2 separate regions of the Mus musculus genome follow, and region 2 is linked to region 1. The links are chromatin contacts, called in public Hi-C maps. All regions are on one chromosome and are shown on one strand. Each heading gives the region's core, a stretch centred on a gene start, on an enhancer-like site or on the middle of the called end of the contact. The rest is flanking DNA. Distances are from core to core; before and after follow the strand shown. Region 1 overlaps Cfap61 (cilia and flagella associated protein 61). Region 2 overlaps Cfap61 (cilia and flagella associated protein 61).

Evidence for each region. Hi-C and Micro-C count contacts between places; a contact is called where the count stands out from the background.
Region 2: a Hi-C map of cerebellum shows a contact between it and region 1, with 1.7 times the contacts expected there. The contact joins two enhancer-like sites. A contact is called at or near these places in 1 of 15 datasets of contacts at CTCF or cohesin (large pre-B cells), 4 of 484 Hi-C or Micro-C datasets (the N1E-115 cell line, cerebellum and embryonic stem cells), 4 of 115 datasets of contacts at active chromatin or transcription factors (acute myeloid leukemia, differentiating embryonic stem cells and embryonic stem cells) and 4 of 9 other capture datasets (adipose tissue, embryonic stem cells, liver and 1 more).

What each region holds. Positions count from the first base shown.
Region 1 is chr2:146,042,770-146,047,079 of GRCm38.p6, reverse strand. It overlaps Cfap61 (cilia and flagella associated protein 61), which reads right to left. Exons shown (of 27, transcript NM_001369121.1): 17 at 1,533-1,667. Among named protein-coding and RNA genes, the nearest start is that of Gm34629, 54 kb to the left of the region's middle. Within about 2 kb of position 1,444, at least 34 of the 459 cell types and tissues checked have an H3K27ac peak or open chromatin away from gene starts, as enhancers often do. A contact at or near this core is called in cerebellum, where this site is marked.
Region 2 is chr2:146,181,738-146,186,220 of GRCm38.p6, reverse strand. All of the region lies in intron 25 of Cfap61 (cilia and flagella associated protein 61), which reads right to left. Among named protein-coding and RNA genes, the nearest start is that of Insm1, 38 kb to the left of the region's middle. Within about 2 kb of position 1,895, at least 6 of the 459 cell types and tissues checked have an H3K27ac peak or open chromatin away from gene starts, as enhancers often do. A contact at or near this core is called in cerebellum, where this site is marked.

The DNA of each region.
Region 1 (4,310 bases), core at 195-2,694:
TAAACTAAATTGATCTATGAAGACCTAAGCACATGGAAGCTTCTGTAGCAACTGGAAAGACTGATTCTATGTCCGCAAAAATCTAACAGTAGCATAACTGAACTTGGATTTTGTCTGTCTATGCTTTTTAAATCTCATTTTTTCCCCCAGGAATTAATGTTGTTAAAACTAGGAAAGAGGGGGCTGGTGAGATGGCTCAGTGGGTAAGAGCACCTGACTGTTCTTCCGAAGGTCCAGAGTTCAAATCCCAGCAACCACATGGTGGCTCACAGCCATCTGTAACAAGATCTGACGCCCTCTTCTGGTGTGTCTGAAGACAGCTACAGTGTACTTACATATAATAAATAAATAAATAATTTTAAAAAACTAGGAAAGATTGAACATTTAAAAAAAAGCTATAAGGGAAAGGTCTCTCACTCATGGGGAGCTGGGGAGGTGGGTAGGAAACTATCTTCTATAATAATTGAATCTGCTTGTCACTTTTGATAATAAAAAAGTTAAAACAAACAACTTGCTGTTCATTTTCAATGAGCAACAATTTGTAATTGTTAGGGGATAAGGATAAATTTTGTAATTTTACCAATATAAGGATCAGGCCAGACTTGAAGAGGAGGCCTCTTGGCTGGGTCTGCTCCATCCCTGCCCCTGTAAGGCTGAGCTGGGAGCAAGGTGTCTGCACCCTCCCTCTGTGCGGAGGCTGAGGCGGCCCCTCATCTCTGAGGGGCAACTCCTCAGCTCGATGTTTTAAACGCTCACACGTTCATGTTCCTCTTTTAGCTTTCAGGAAGAGCAAATCTTAGCCACTACAATATTTTGTTTTTATAATAACTTCAACTCAAAGTACCCAGAACATTGGAAGCCTACATGTTGGTCAAGTTCACACAGTTATGCTGTCCACTTAAATTACAATCAAAGCATGGCTTTGCCTTTCACATTCACAAACATTTACACTCGGGTTCCAACCCTTTTCTTGTCTGGTCTCAATGGCGTCCCAGGGTTATTTTCTACCTCGAGGTAGGTAAAATGAACAAGGCTCATTTTGACTTCCCACTTTTACGTGTGCATGTTTAAAACAAACAAACAGCTTATCCTCAGCTTAACACCCAACAACTCCAACATGGCATTTCTCTGTCAACTTTGTCCTAACAGCAAAAAGACCACTGACTGACTTAAAGCGAACGATCAATTGAAAAGAGGATTCTTCTTTTGAGGATGGGGAAGGAAGATAAAACTATGCTGGGGTGCGCACGGCTCTAGGTCACTCATTTGTCCAGGAACCAGCAACAACACACGAGGTGCCCCTGCTGTATCCTCTGAAGGAGGATGTGGCTACTGTTTTAGGCTTTCTATGAAATAAGCACTCGAGGGCAAGGCTGCAGGGAGCCCTTGCAGGGCGCCGCCTGTAAGGGTATGAGCGCCAGGTTCCCTGTAATTAAGAAGCAGCCTGCTTGGTGAAGACAGGGCTGCCACCCCATCTGCCAAGCCCGCGGGAGCTGGCACCGTGCCTCCCTGCCTGCCGCCCTGCTACCCACCTGATCCTTGGAGACCTCCTTTGATGGAGCGTTTATGCCAAGCTTTTCCAGAGGATAGACAATCTGTCGTCGTGGTCGCACGGGAACCAAGTAATGAAGGGCAGATGTCAGGGAGTGGGAGTAAGAGCTCTGGAGCTGAAAGACAACCATCTCTATTTTAGGGGAGAGAATGTCAGAGGCACAGCGCAGATGTCTTCGTGCTGCTCGACAAATACAAAACTCTTAACTCGGCCAAGTCAGAGAGGGGAGGGGAAAAAAATCAGCAAATAAACAAACATACTCTTCGAGCAGAGGAATGAATTGCAGATAATGCCTCACACTAATGAAGATAATTATGAGGGTAATTACTTTACTATCTCTGTGGGAATGACAGATAAACAAGTGGTTTGGTTTATGGGATTTTTCAGTACAAGTATTTCCCCCAGGAGACTATCCCTCTCCACAGTGATCATGAATCAGCTTGATCTGACCCCATTAAGCTGTGTTATCTGAGTCCTGTTAACCTTTGTGTGTTTGGCACAAGACGCTTTGACACACAGAGATGAAAATGCCATCCAGGGGGCAACCTCGCCCAGATGTGAAGGCGCTCCAGTAACTTTACTTGGGCTTTTTTTTAAAAAATAAAATGAGGGTCTCGTGAAAGAACTGGGATGTGGGGAACAGGAGAGGAGGAGCGAATGATTTTGATTTGTAGAACGACTGAACCGTGAACTGCATTTATGCTTGTTGAAATAGATAATACATAATTTGTATAATAATGCTTTAAGTAGTCATTTAATCTAGTTTTTAAAACTTGACAGAGAATGGTGGCTGACATTTATGAAATCTTGGAAATAATAATAATAACACCTCAGGGCCAAGAAATCATTTCAGCCTCAAGGGTAAAACTGTGAAAAGCGAAACTGGCAATGATGTATCTATTTGTTGAATTAGAGTCAGAGAGCAAAGAAGTCTAGCAGAACATTAGCTGTATTTTAATAAATATAATGCTTTGCAGACGATTCATGTACTGTTTTATAAGTAGCCACGAACATATTTTACGAGCTTCTAGAAATGCTTTCTAGAATCTTTAACCACTGCACATCATACCCTGACTTCACATGTTACTGAGCAGCATTACCCAGGAAACCCTGCCCAGGGTGCTGTGTGTGTATGTATATATAATATATATTATATCTGTGATTGTCTATGCCGGTGCTTCTCAGCCTTCCTAATGCAGTGACCCTTTAATACAGTTCCTCGTGTTGTGGAGACCCCCAACCATAAAGTTATCTCATTGCTACCTCATAACTGTAATTTTGCTACTGTTATGGCTCATAAATGTAAACATGTGATATGCAGGATATCTGATATTTGAGCCCCAGGGGGGGTCACAAGCCACGGGCTGAGAACTTCTGGTCTATGTCCTGATGCAGGTCCTCTCATGAGATTAGGAGAGGCCCACACTGCAGTGAGATATAGGCAGATCAATTTTACTGCTAGAAGACTTGGAGCAGAATTTGATAATTCTGACTCAAATGACTTGGGACAGCTTCTTACTCTTGTTTTACAATGAGCATGAGTAAATCAACCAGCAGTGTGACTAAGGAAACCTGTTTCCAAATGTGTTTCCGGTGCCTGACAAGCAGTTTGGTGAGGAGACACAGGTGCAATGTCCAAAATGTCTTTACTACAGATGCAAATGGACTTTGTTCCAACCGGGCATATACCGGCAGCATGGTAAATAGAAACTAAGAATTTAATATCACACCTGCAAGGTCACACAGTTGCTATGCAGTCAAGTGTAAAGTGAAGGAAATTGTTTGGGTCCATGGTTTTCCCGTACAATTTCCACACTGCCCTTCCTTCTTTCCCACAGGCATCCCTCCAGGATGATACCCACGCACAGCCATTACAGGGGTGGGTGCCAATGCACTAAGAAATATTTTGATACGTAAGAGCATCTGAAAAATTCCACTTAGGCCCTCGTGGACATCAAGAAAACCTGACAGTGTCAAGAGTTCTCAGCAGATCATAGAAAGGCCGGAGGCCATGACCAGAACCTGAAGGGACAACGTCTACTCAGCATGGTAGCTGAAACCCATCACCTTGAGAGGACAGACCAAGAGGACCAATGTCATTGACCGTGGGACCAGCTTTCAGAAACCCCCCCTTGGGAACCTGGCTTGAATAGACTTACTTGGGAACAATCAGGAGACAGTAGGTGAAGGTGTCTCCCTACATGCATCAGTGGCTCCTGAGGATATAGTGTGTGAAAGAGAAGGAGGACCCACAGCCTGCATGGCAAATGCATACTCAAAAGCAGGGTAGAGGAGGATGTGGAGCTGAGATGAACATTTGGGGCACACTGGGTATCTATGACCGACCGCATCACTCTATGGAAGTATACCAAGTATAAGGTGGAATATGTAGGTATTCCATATGGCAGAGTTCCATCAGAGCTGTACATCTCCATCTTCCATCCATTCTTTTTATGGAAATGGTCATACACTTTATTTGGGATACGGTGTACAGCGCACCAGTTTTATAGGATGGAACTCTACTCATTTCTAGGGGCTACTTTGTTTCAAGGGACATGATGGGATCATTTTGGCTCTGCACTGTGAGAAACGATGTGCTGTTCCTGTGTCTTACGGTGATTTTTTTTCCTTCAGTTTTCAGCTGCCAATTTGTCAATATGGAAAAAAAAACAGCAAATTCATCTAATTACATTGTTTCTGGTCATTTCAGAAACCAGAAGCCTCTTGGCCGTTCACCACAGTGAAGCAAATGGCCTAG
Region 2 (4,483 bases), core at 646-3,145, 140 kb before region 1:
GGCTGCTATGAACATAGTGGAGCATGTGTCCTTATTACATGTTGGAGCATCTTCTGGGAATATGCCCAGGAGTGGTATAGCTGCTGGGTCCTCAGGCAGTACTATGTCCAATTTTCTGAGGAACTGCCAAACTGATTTCTAGAGTGATTATACCTGCTTGCAATCCCACCAGCAATCGAGGAGTGTTCCTCTTTCTCCACATCCTTGCCAGTATCTGCTATCACCTGAGTGTTTTTTTTTTTTTTTAATCATAGCCATTCTGACTGGTGTGAGGTGGAATCTCAGGGTTGTTTTGATTTGCCTTTTTCTGATGACTAAGGGTGTTGAACCAGAGGCAAGGATTATATATTGATGTTTTATTTGGGATGTGCACTTCCAGGTGTCCAGAGTAAGAGGAAAAGATGTGGAAACAGGAGAAAGTCAGGATTATGTTTTAAGTGTTGGTGACTGTATCACACAGCAGGATGTCTCTAGGCCAGGAACACATGGAGAAGCTGGGTCCCAGGACGGTCTAAGGAAGACAGAGGAAGGGAACTCATCTTCTCTGGCTCCTTCCTATCCATGGGGAATCAGCCCCTAGCACTTCTGCAGTTTTTCAGGCAGCCTCTTTGGCAGCTGTTTTGGATCCAGAGTCTATGTGACACAGATTTCTTCCTGTCCAGAAGTGTGTGTGTGTGTGTGTGTGTGTGTGGTCCCAAACAGGGTAGGCAGAAGGTTGAAGGGCTTGAAGATGCACTTTGCCATTGAGGCTATGCAGGGAGAGATTTCTGTCTGCTTTATACCCCGCTACCTTTCACGACCCCTTGTCCCTGGCTTCAGTGATGACTCAAAGCTGTGCTGAAAGTCTAAAAGGATGGGAACATCACAGGCACCTGACCAACTGGACTTCTCCCTTGGGAGACTTTCAAAGTGGCTGTCGGAAAGAGCGCTCTCCTTTGTCCCCTGACATCAAGTTATACATGGGACCAGTGCCAGAGGAGGAAGGCAGCATGTGTAGAAAGAGTGCCAATGCTGTCTCAAACAAAGCCAGGCTCCAGGATTCCTGGTTCCGGTGCTACTCTTGGTCCTCCTGGCTTTAGTTCCAAGTGATGTAAAGTCTCCTCGCTGGGGTGTCTGCCTGTCTGCTGGAGCTGGGCTCCTGCCACTTACAGAGCTTCTGGACTAATGGTGAGTATGACCATGAAGAACAGGGATGGATATCTCGAAATACATAACTATTAAGAAAAATAAGCAATCCTGAAATTTAAAACGTCCCTCTACAGTTAGATTGCTCCCCCACAGAATGCTGAGCTGTTATAATAAAGGCCTGGGTGAACACTTTAGTTCTAGCTCATAATTGGAAAATATCACATTGGTTCAGATATTAAATCCTTGCCAGAGGGACCCCAGCAGCCCCGGATACATACCCTCATGGAAGATCCACATGCAGATCTGTCTTGAAGGCAAAGACCAGCTATCGGATGTGTTTCAGGGTGCCCTGAAGAGGGACCAAGTTAGGGGCCTGCAACCCAAGCGGACCAAGTTAGGGGCCTGCAACCCAGGCGGCTCACCACAGGCAGTGAGTCTGTGTTAATATCTTGGAGGAGTTTGAATATTGTTCAATTATCACATGCAGAAAGCCTCCAGCTTGCAGGCACCGTTTGTCAGCTGGGCTTCTAGGGGCCGGGAACTAATCATTAAGGCTGCCAAGAGGTGGAGAAGCCTTCTCTCAGCAGCCTCCCGGCCTCCAGCATGCGGTACATTTTCCTATTTCACTTGGATCTGCTCCTAATGATTGAACTATAGATTATTAATGCGGAACACCTCTGGGATGCTAGAGTGACTGTGCAGGGCTCTATTCTGCCCTTGGAGTCTTCAGCACGTATCCTGGCCTGGCAGACGGTGTTCTGGCAGCTGTCAGAGCTGCTGGGGCCAGGAGGGTACCGTGGGCTCCAAACAGCGGCTCCTATTAGCAGCTACAGGGGCATCGTTGGTGGCATTTGGTGCTCTCGTCTCCCCAAATTACCGGATGGAGTGAATAATAAGCCACAAAATGCATCTCAGGGGTTTGCTGCAAGGGTGACAAGAAGTGTTTTTTTAAGAAGGAAAGGAAAGTGGTTTGGGCCATGCTGGGGCTTTGCCATCTGTCACTTCACAAAGTTATCCTGGGCATGTGTCAGGAAGACAGTTCGGCATCACGCAGGCAGCCTCGTGTGTGGATGAGACGATCCTGTAGCAGTGTGAACTCTGGGCTGCCGGAGCGGCAGCGCAGCAGGACGACGGCTCCCTAAGAATGACTCTGAGCTGAAAAATCTTCTGCCTGGCATCTACAGACTTCACAGCTGCTCAGGGAGGGAGCCTAAGGCTTCTTGTACAGATAAAGGGAATCAAGTTTTGAGACCAGACAGGAGAGGTCTAAAGGGGCCCTTGTGTGCTCTCTCCTTATTACACATCACCACCGACAGGGTGAACCAGGCAACCTTCAAGACCTAGAAGGGAGCAGAGGCTGTTAAATCATCAGAACCAGGGGGTACAGACAACTGCCACCATTGCTGAGTGGGGCTTTGCAGGGTTCCAAGAGCCTCGGACAGCCCAGAGCCCTCTCTGCCTGCCTGTGTGGCAGTTGTCCAAGTGTGAGGACACAAAAAGGGCCAGAGTTGATCAATTCAACTCAGCTTGGGTTCACAGCACAACACAACCACATCAGTGGAGTCTGAATGGTGTAAAAACCAGAAATCTATTCTGAAAGTTCAAAAGCAAGGTGTCCCACACTTTCCTTCCACAACTAACTTTATGGCTTGTAGGAGACTGCCTTCTAGCTGTGTCCTCCTGTGGTAAAGACCCTTACCTCCTAAAGACCCAAGACAGTCACTTCAGTTAGAGGCTCAACACGTCGGTTTGGTGTGGTGAGACACGAGTCGGTCTCTGGCATGGGGCTGTAAGTGGGGTTTCCAAGTAGAAGGAAGTAATGAACAGAGAATTAAACAGGTTAGTGGATAGAGAATGCCACAGAGATGCCGCTGGGTGTGGACGGGGTGATGTCTGTCTTGTGGGAGACTTTTCTCAGTACTAGTGTCTGAAGATGTCATATAATAAGTTGTAAATCTGCTTTAATTTTGAAAGAAGTCCGAGCTTTGAAGCTGTTTCTCCACTGTACCCAGCTTGCATTTTTTCTGATGTTTCCTTTGCCATCCTTACATTTATATCTCTGTAAATAATTTGCCTATTTTCTCCTTTTGCTTTTTCTCACTTTTCTCTCTGGTTATCAGCTCTTTGATAATGATATGCCTTGGTGTAATTTTCTTCATTTTTCTTGAAATTTGTTGAGCTTAGATTTGTGGCAGTAGATGATGCACGCATATCTAACTCGCAAGCTGCAGGCTGCCTGCACCCAGGAGCGTTATAAATGTGGTCCAACTCAAGACCTTAAACTTAAAATGTGTGCGAGTGCATGTGCGAGTGTGTGTCTGTAGTGAGAGTGTGTATAGTGTGTGTGTATAGTGTGTGAGTAGTGTGTGTGTGTAGTGTGTGTGTGTGGTGTGTGTGTGTGTGGTGTGTGTGTGTGGTGTGTGTGTGTGTGTTACTTTGTAACATGTCAGCATTATTCTCCAGCATGATTTTAATAGGTGACAATGTTATGTCACCATGTCAAGGGATTGGAAACACCTGGTACGGGTCCAACAGATTTAGAAACATTGTTTCATTTCTTCAGTCCACCTGAAGCTGTTCTGTGCTCCATTGTGAATTGAAGCTTGACTGAGCTTCCGTTTCTTCTCTGTTTCATTGGAGGCATTTTTCACACTGATGACTTCCAATTCACTGATTGGCAAGGGCTCATCTGCCACAAACACCATGTAGAATAATTTTATCTTAGATATTCCAGGTTTCATCTCTAGAAGCTTGGGCCATTTTATACGCCCTCTGTATCTGTACGTAGGACTCTGTGCAGAATAAAGTTGTAATCACTGTGTTTCTGCGCTTGTCTGCTAATCCCAACTTCTGAGTCAGTTCTTGGTTGGCTTTGATTGACAGATTGTTCTCTTCAGTGTGGGTTGTATTTTCATGTTTCTCTGCGTGTTTAGAAATTTTTGTGACTGGGTGCTGGAAACTGTGAGTCTGACTTTGTTGGGTGTTGTAATTTTCAGTACAGGATAAACATTCTTGCGTTTGGGGAATGTAGCTAAGTCACTTGGAAACGGTTTGACACATTTAAATTGGCTTTTGAGATGCGTTAGAAGGGACTAGAGTGGTGTTTCCTCTGGGACTAACCCATTCTTTGTCTGTCAACCCTTTGACCTTGAGGGTCTCAAGTCTAGACACTTGCACCCTGAGTGGAGCAGACACTGTGACTTCTAATCTTTTCCAGGGCTCTGGAGAGTTGGCTTATTCACATGCTTGGCTCAAGACCTCGCTGAACACTAGAGAGGGCTCCTCTGATCATCTCCCACCCCCTACTCTCTGTGATTCCCCCCCCCCAATACTCTGTTCTGAGAAATTGACCTGC